Linked DNA regions of Capra hircus: region 1 is linked to region 2. A link is a contact called in public Hi-C data. All regions are on one chromosome and are shown on one strand. Each heading gives the region's core, a stretch centred on a gene start, on an enhancer-like site or on the middle of the called end of the contact. The rest is flanking DNA. Distances are from core to core; before and after follow the strand shown. Region 1 holds the start of IRF2BP2 (interferon regulatory factor 2-binding protein 2). Region 2 has its middle 93 kb from the start of TRNAR-CCU.

The links. Hi-C and Micro-C count contacts between places; a contact is called where the count stands out from the background.
Region 1: a Hi-C map of liver shows a contact between it and region 2, with 4 times the contacts expected there. The contact joins the promoter of IRF2BP2 here to the enhancer-like site in region 2. A contact is called at or near these places in 3 of 5 Hi-C or Micro-C datasets (blood and liver).

The regions. Positions count from the first base shown.
Region 1 is chr28:37,952,717-37,956,846 of ARS1.2, reverse strand. IRF2BP2 (interferon regulatory factor 2-binding protein 2) reads right to left here and starts at 2,861. Exons shown (of 2, transcript XM_018042454.1): 1 at 1,715-2,861; 2 at 1-1,070. The coding sequence starts at 2,717. The coding sequence ends at 355.
Region 2 is chr28:37,607,846-37,611,780 of ARS1.2, reverse strand. No RefSeq gene overlaps it. Among named protein-coding and RNA genes, the nearest start is that of TRNAR-CCU, 93 kb to the right of the region's middle. Within about 2 kb of position 2,585, at least 4 of the 5 cell types and tissues checked have an H3K27ac peak or open chromatin away from gene starts, as enhancers often do.

The sequences.
Region 1 (4,130 bases), core at 1,612-4,111, 340 kb before region 2:
TTTAAAATAAGTGCATACAAATACAGCTAGAAGCGTTTCTGCTTTGCCAAGTGCTCTAAAAAAGCAGCGCAAGTCACAGCCTACATTGAACGGTAACTGTCACCAGGATAATAAAGCACAAAGATATGCTAATAACGTTAACAAAAGAAGAAAATGCTTTTATAAGTACATACCTTTTGTCGTCAAAAAAAAAAAAAAATAGAAACACATGTATTCAAAAAAATCAAAATTATACAGCCATGTTTATGAAGTCTACATTTCCCTTGTCTTGGATATATATATATGTGGAGATATATATACAATTCAAGCAGTTTTAGTTAAGATTAATCATTGGGTTTTTCTGAAACCGGAAAGTCACGAGTCTCTCTCTTTTTTCACTTTCACATCTCCAGCAAGGATGGTTGCAATCTCCCCTTGCATGAAGGCCCAGGGGACATTGGAGCCCACAAGAGGGCATTTTTCCCCACTGGGACAATAGACCTCTCCACTAGCTCCCTGCTGTTTGATGCTTTGTCTGGAGCAGGGGAAGCAGAACTTGTGTGAAGGAACAGAAGGGCACTGCACAAAGTGGGTGTCCTCCAGCCGCTCATGGCAGAGGGTGCAGCACAGTGGGGCGCTGGCGGCCAGAGAGGAGTCCGGGAGGCTGGCGGGGTGCACTGGCTCCAGTCCTCCGGCGCCGCCTGCCCCTTGGCCCCCCACCTCTCGGGGGCCCAGCCTTCTTTGGTTCATAGAGGACGGAGAGGGTGGACTGCTGCTGTTCCGTCTGGTGGTGGAGTGCACCTGGTTGGCATCTTTCGAGGCATGACTGCCCCCTGCATTGTCTGCTACTAAGATCAGGGCTGCCATGGGGGACTGGCCGTTCTGGGCCGCTTCAGGCGGTGTGGTCCGGTTGGAATGAGGTGAGGCAGTGGGTGGTGGTGGCGACACAAAAGAGGATGCAGGAGTGATGGGGATCTTGAGCCCTTCTGTGGATGTAGACAGCCACGGCTGGGCCTCTCCATTGATCTTAGGGGGCCCGACTTCACCTTCTGGCTCAGGAGAAGGCTTCCTTTTCCTTGCTGTTCTTGCAACTGGAAGAACAAAGATAGAAAAGGGGAAAAAAAGGAATAAATGAACGTGCACTCAAAAGGATCTTTCTTTCACTCACACACAACACAACCCTCTGAAGAATTTCTATTCTCCAAAGTTGGTACAGAAAAACCAAGTTTCAAGAGCACGTGCAACTTAAACCACTTAGACTGAGAAGGCTCTGAGGCAGTCTAGCAGTTAAAAAAAAAAAACAAGGGCACGGAAAGCACTGCCTGTTCTTCCACAGGCCTGCAAGTACCCAGGCTGCCCTGTGCACATGAGAGTTAACGCCCCCCAGTCCCCCCCTCCCCACCCTCAGGTTAAAAGGTGATTGGTGCCTCATGCTCGCATCCAGGAATGTGCTGGGAAAGGAAAGCCCTGTGTCGCTACCTATCGGTCCATCTGACTCATCTCTGTTATGCTGCTTCAGCAGAGGAACACGTTGCCACTAAGCACTGGTTCCGCCTCGAGCAGATCAGGAAGTTGGATGTTTGCTATTTCTGGGCCGGGGGAGAACGGCCAATAGGAAGAGCACCCCCTCCTCGGCTCTCAGGCCCCGCTTCGCCCCTAGACCCCCTCACTCCACAGCCGCCCCTACCTGCTTTAGACCCGTTGGCCCCGTTGGCCTCGAAACCCAACAACCTGCCTGCAGTCAGGGCCGGCTCCTTCTTAAACTTGCTCTCGAAGGGCGCCGAGTGGCCGTGCTGGTGCAGCGCCAGCAGCGTGTCTCGCACGGTCTTGGGCCGGTTGACCCAGTCCTGCTCGCCCGGCCCGCGGCCTTTGCCTGCGCCCTCGCTGCCCAGCTCGGCCGCCCCGGCCGCGGTGGACAAGCTGTCGGCCGGGCCGCGGTGCGAGGCCGCCGGCGGCTGCTTCTCCTTGGCCGCCGCCTCGCGCTGCTCGTGCTCCGCGGCCGCGCTGCTCGACACGGACGCCGGCCGCTTGTGGGCGCCCATCTCGGCGGGCTGCGCCGAGCCCAGGCCGGCGGCCGCGGCCCCGGACACGGCGGCCAGCGAGGCGGCGGCACGGCCGCCCAGGCCGAGCGCGGCGGGCAGCGGTGTGGCCGAGCCGTTCATGAGCGGCACCAGGGTGGGCGGCACGGCGTGGCCGCGCCGCGGGTTCGGGCTCTGGCGGTTCAGCTCCGGCGGCTCCTCCAGCTTGGAGAAACCGTTGGGCACCAGGATGCCGTTCACAGGCGGCGGCTGCGGCGTCGGCGGCTGGGCCAGGGCGGCGGCCGGGCGGCTGCCGCCGAAGTCGGAGCCCAGGCGCGGGGGCCGCTCGGCTGCGGCGGCCGCCAGAGGGTAGCGCTCCAAGGCCTGAGGAGCGCGCGGGGCGGCCTCAGGGCCGCCGTGGCCGAGCTGCTGCTGCTGCTGCAGGAGAAGGTCCTTGGCCGAGAGCGGCGGCGGCTTAGCGGCGGCCGGGGCCGCGGCGCCGGGCGGGGAGCGGCCCTCCGGGAAGCAGCCGTGCGCCCGCTTGAGCTGCCGCGCCGTCTCGATGACGAACTCGACGCGGTCGGCGCCCTCGTAGTTGACGCAGCCGCGGCACACGGGCTCGGTGAAGTCCCAGATCATGGCCCAGGGCATGCGGGGCAGGTCACACAGGTAGCACGACTGCCGCCGAGACGCGGCGGCCACCGCCACAGCCGCGGCCATGTCCGAGGAGCCCGCGGCGCCGGAGGAGGAGGAGGAGGCGGAGGAGGAGGGGGCGCCGCCGCTACCCGCCGGCACCACGCGCGCCCTCCTCCCCCCCCAACCCCGCGTCTCCCCCACCAGCGGCGGCGGCGGCCGCAGAGGCGGCGGCGGCGGCGGCAAAGCCCGCGAAGGCTCGGCGCCCGCGCAGCGCCCCCGATGCACGAGGGGCGGCGGGCGCGGGGCGAGGGGCTGCAGCCGCGGCAGCACGTCCCCCCGGCCGGCGCGGGCTCGGGCGGGCGGCGGGGCGGCGCGGCGCGGCGGGCGCGGCGGCGGCGGCGGGGGCTCGGCTGGAGCCGCGGCTGGCCTCCAGACCGGGGCGAAGACAGGCCGCGCGGACGCGGGGGAGCGCAGCAGGTCGCGGCGGCAGCTGGCGCGGAGTGCGGGGCGGGGGGCGGGGAGGTTGGGGGGGCGGGGGGCGGGGGGCGGCCGCCGGGGCAGGCTCAGCCCGAGCGGCGGGGCATGCCGCGCCGGGGCGGCGGCGGCGGCGGCGGCGGCCGGGCGGCGCGGAGCTCGGACGCGGCGCGGACCCCGGGTCGCTCCGCTGCTCTCTCACAGCTCCTGGCGTCGCCGCTCTCCAGCGCCCGCGTCAGCGCCCAGCCCGCCTCAGCTCCGCCGCCGCCGTCGCTGCTGCTGCTGCCGCCGCGGCCGCTCCACTTCTACAGACTTGATTCTTCGACAGCCTCGCAAGGCGCCTGCGCGGGCCCCCTCCCCTCGCGCGCGCGCCCGCCCTCCCCCGCGCCCTCGCCCTCCCCCTCCCCCCGCCGCAGAACGGGCGCTGCTGGGAGAGCCGGCTTCTCTGTGCCCGCCCTCCCGTCCGCGCCGCGGCCTGTGTCCCCGACGTGAACGCGTGGCTGGCGCAGCTTGTTTCCCTGCACCCGCTCCGCTGCCTCGACCACTCGAGCCGAGTTCCCTCCCCTCCAGATCCGTTTAGAGCAAACCGTGTAAAACTCGTGTTTTGAAAAGCAAGGCCACTTTGTAACTTGGTTCTGTCCGTTTTTAAACATCTTTTAAGGAGCTTTATTTGAACTCTTCGGCAAGCGCTTTTACACTCGCATGGGTCTTGGGGAGGACACAGGCGCCGCCGGTCCCCTGAAGTTTCACTAAAAGAGGGCGTGCTCTCAGGCCTAGGATCGAGTCCACCCGCCGCTTCTCGGAGCCCTTCCGGGAGGGAGCGGCAGCACCGCGCGATGCACCCCGCGCTCCCTCCCGGCCAGCCCGCGCTACAGCGCGGGGGTCCCGGCCGCCTGGCGCAGGTTCGCGCGGCAGCCGCGTGACGTGGGCGCGGGGCCGCGGGCCGCGTGCGCCGCCGCCGCCGAGTGCGCACGCTCCGCGCAGACGTGACTCGGCGCCGCTGGCACTGGCGGCTCCATTGAA
Region 2 (3,935 bases), core at 1,336-3,835:
TTTTACAATGTTTTAAAATTTTTTTATTGGAGTATAATTGCTTTACAATGTTGTATTAGTTTCTGCTGTACAACAATATGAATCAGCTATAAGTATACATTTTATCCCCTCCCTCTTGAGCTTCCCTCCCAGCTTCCCTTCATCACACCACTGTAGGTCATCACAGAGCACCAAGCTGAGCGCCCTGTGCCATACGGCAGCTTCCCGCTAGCTACCTATTTTCCACATGGTCATGTATATATGTCAAGGCTACTTTCTCAGTTCATCCCACCCTTTCCTTCCCCCGAATCCTGTGTCCACAGGTCCGAAGAACAGTTGTATATTTTTTTAATCAAAGTAAGGTAGGAGTTTTTGTAGTTATCCTTGAAGGTGTGCCTCTAACTGCAAGTAACAGATAATGTAAGCATGTTTTTTAAAGCTCATTTTTTATAAACTTATCATGAAAATTTGTAATCGAAAGAAGAGCATACAGTATGATGATATACTCTCTCTCCAGATTACTAATTACCCAGATTTTTTCCACATTTGCTTCACTGGTCCTTCTTTTTTTTTTTTTGTCTTTTATCTTTTTCTCTTTGCTGAATTGTCTCAAGGAAAATCCCAAACCTCACGTCATTTCACGCTTTGGTATCTGAGTATACATCGTTAAAACGCATGAATATTATTTCCTAACCTAGGCACAACCCTGTTAAGATCTTTAATGGGTTAAGATCTTAACCCTGTTAAGATTTTTAAGCAGGACAAGAAGAAGTTACTTTAGGGATATCATAAATAGCGTGTGAATATTAAGCTTGAGATAACATTTCCAGTGACTGCAAATACAAACTCAAAAATATGTGGGCAGAAGCAAGCTCTGGAAGATGGAGTGAGATCACTCAAAAGGGGGGCTCAAGTGATGACAAAGACAGGTGATGATGAAGAGTCTGGATAATGAGTTCAAAAGGGCAAGATTCTAAATACGTATATTTACACCTATAATTTTAAATAGGCATGTAATGAAACCAATAAATTAAATTTTATAACTAGAATTTTGACTATTCCACTTGCATCATTAAACGTGTACATATTCAACCCAGCCAAGAAAAGAAACACAGACACGGGTGCACACACAGAAGACTTTTGCAACTTGCTCGTTGGGAAATGGGGTATTGCCTCATATTTGGAGTTGCATATATGGTGTCCTCAACCCATTGCCTGCCAGCCCTGCCAAGACTACTCTTCCTAAGGAAAGGATTCCTACTAGCCTCTACTAGACTCCAAGCACAGTGCCAAGCCCTGAATACATTGCCTGGAGAATCCCAGGGACGGGGGAGCCGGGTGGGCTGCTGTCTATGGGGTTGCACCGAGTCGGACACGACTGAAGCGACTTAGCAGCAGCAGCAGCACTCCAAGGGCATCCTGCCAGCCCCATGTTTTCACTGGGAAGAAAACTGAAGCTCCAAGAAAGTGAGTTATTCTCCCAAGGAGAAAAAGATGGAACGTAGGCGTAGGTCTGACTTAGTTCGTTCTACACCGCTACCTCATAAATTCTTTCTTCTCTCCCTTTCTCTAAGTAACCACTTTAGATCTGAGTTGAACCATGTGGCAATATCAAGATTTCTATTATATACTCAATGAAGGAAAACTGGGAGGCTGAGAGAAGGGTTCCCTGCCTGTGTGATTCACAGTATAGCCATCACTCCATTTTGTCATCGCTGAAATTGTTTCCGAATATAATAGTTGGTGGATAAACAATAGATGACACCACCAAATGGGCCTGTGAATTCCGCTAAGACAACAAAACCAGTCACGGCATTTGCAGAAAGGACTTGGCTTGTGGGTGACCAGATGCTCACAAGTATTTATCATCGTCTCTCTGAGCTCTCCTTGCTTTTTGCCCATTTAATCAGACATCTTCCCAACCAGGGCATCCTTACCGGCCCCACTCCTCAACTGTGGGGTGATCCCCAGCAAATCATTTAACCTTTCTCCACTGAAGTTTATCATTAAAAGGCTATATTGGAAGACCATGGCTGAAACAGCCAAATAACATTAACCAATTAAGGTGAAAAGCACCATAGAAATGCTGTAGGGGCTAGGACTTAACTAGTCACATATGGTTTCATGTAAAGCACTCCAGTTCATCAGCTAACAGTAAAAGCATGCGGGAGTGAAATAGACTGGCTGGAAATGAACTGCAAATTGATAAACATTTAGTTGCTAATGCCCTGTTTATTATTTTTACTAGGATAAAAATTAACTTGCCCGGCCTTGGCCAGAAAACAGATTGAACTCTACCATCTGGGTATTGGAAACGGTATTTCTTTAGCCTCGGGTTTCATCCAGGTTACCGCTGCCAGCTCCGATTTTATTTGTCAATAGGCCCTGACTGTCCAGACAACAGAAATGGGGGAGGCTTCTGGGAAGCACAGTCAACGGACCCAAAAGGGTGACTCTCTGGGGAAGCTTAGGACGTAGGGCCGCCCCCCACCATCCTTGGCGTCTCGCATTTCCCGAGAAAGAGGTTGCCACATGGCCCAGGAAACTGCCTTCCTCCAGCGAGGCCAGCGCGGGCTGGAAGGCGGAGTCTAGGCGCAGAGAAGAGAGCACAGTTAGGAGCGAGCGCGGACGCGCGCCGGGTCGGAGGGCGCTTGCAGGGGGATGGGCGCGCGGGGGGGGACGGGGGCGCGCGGGGGGCGGGGACGCGCGGGGGCGGGGGCGCGCGGGGGGCGGGGACGGCGCGGGGCGGGGGGGCGCGCGGGGGCGCGCGGGGGGCGGGGGCGCGCGGGGGCGGGGGCGCGCGGGGGCGGGGGCGGCGCGGGGGGACGGCGCGGGGGCGGCGGGGGCGCGCGGGGGGCGGGCGGGCGCGCCGGGGGGACGGGGCGGGGTCGGAGGATGCAGGCGGGGCGGGGGCGAGCCCAAGTCAGCTCCGCGGACGCCGGCCTGGCCACGTGACCGCGCCCGCTGCGGCCCCAGCTGCAGATGCCGTCCCCTCCCCCGGGCACTTTTCCATCAGCCTGTGAGCAGCTGGATCAATTTACTCGAGCTCCAGCGCCTCGCACCAGCACGGGCTGAATTATTACTCGTGGAAATCCCCTCTGTTTCAGGAAATCAGGTAGCTTTCAAACTCCCAACAATGAATGGCCCTTTGGGTCCAGGGAGAATAACAAAAAATATAAAACCAAAAAAAAAAAAGACTGTAGGCTACAGGTTTCCAAACAGGCTGTTTGGTTTCTAGTAAATTAGAGAGTGGGCGGATGAGGTACCAAGTAATGTTATGCTGGGGAGTGTGGTCTTCTTTGACGTCACCAAAATGTTTCTCCACTGACCGCCCCCCGCCGCCTTTCCCTTGCTTTTCCCTCCTTGGCCCGTGTGCACCCTGGTCTTTTTCCTCCCTCCTCCTTCCCTCTTGCTGTCGCGGAGACAGATGACATAGGGAAGCTCTGGAAAATCGCTCAGAGTTGTGCAACGGAGCTCGCAGGCTCAGAAAATTCCTATATTTTCAAAAACAAAGGCCATGAGGTTGGAGAGGCGGCGGGGTGGGGAGGGGTATAGATCTTCAGCCACTGTCTCAGCCGGCCAAAAATCATGCGACTCAGGCCAGGAGGGGAAAGGCTGCTAAAAAAACCAGCAGCCACCACCACTGGCTGTACGTTCCTCCCATCCTCTCGCCTGATTAGCAGTTCTGTCTGAGGGAACATTCTTCCTGTGGCAAAGAACACATTCTTGCCTCCAGTCGGCTTGAAATAGAATCCTGGAGAGCATGCACCCGCCGCCCTGATGCTGCACCCGGGGAAGAGGGGAGGCAGCCCCCTCTGCTGTGCATTGAATTCTCCAGCACCCTCGCCCCCCGCACCTCTCCCCACCCAGCTGTTTTTCCTATCCTCACGCAAGGGAGCAACAGCTGCCCCCATGTTGACATAGAACGATCTCGAATGAGTGTTCCACGGCTATAT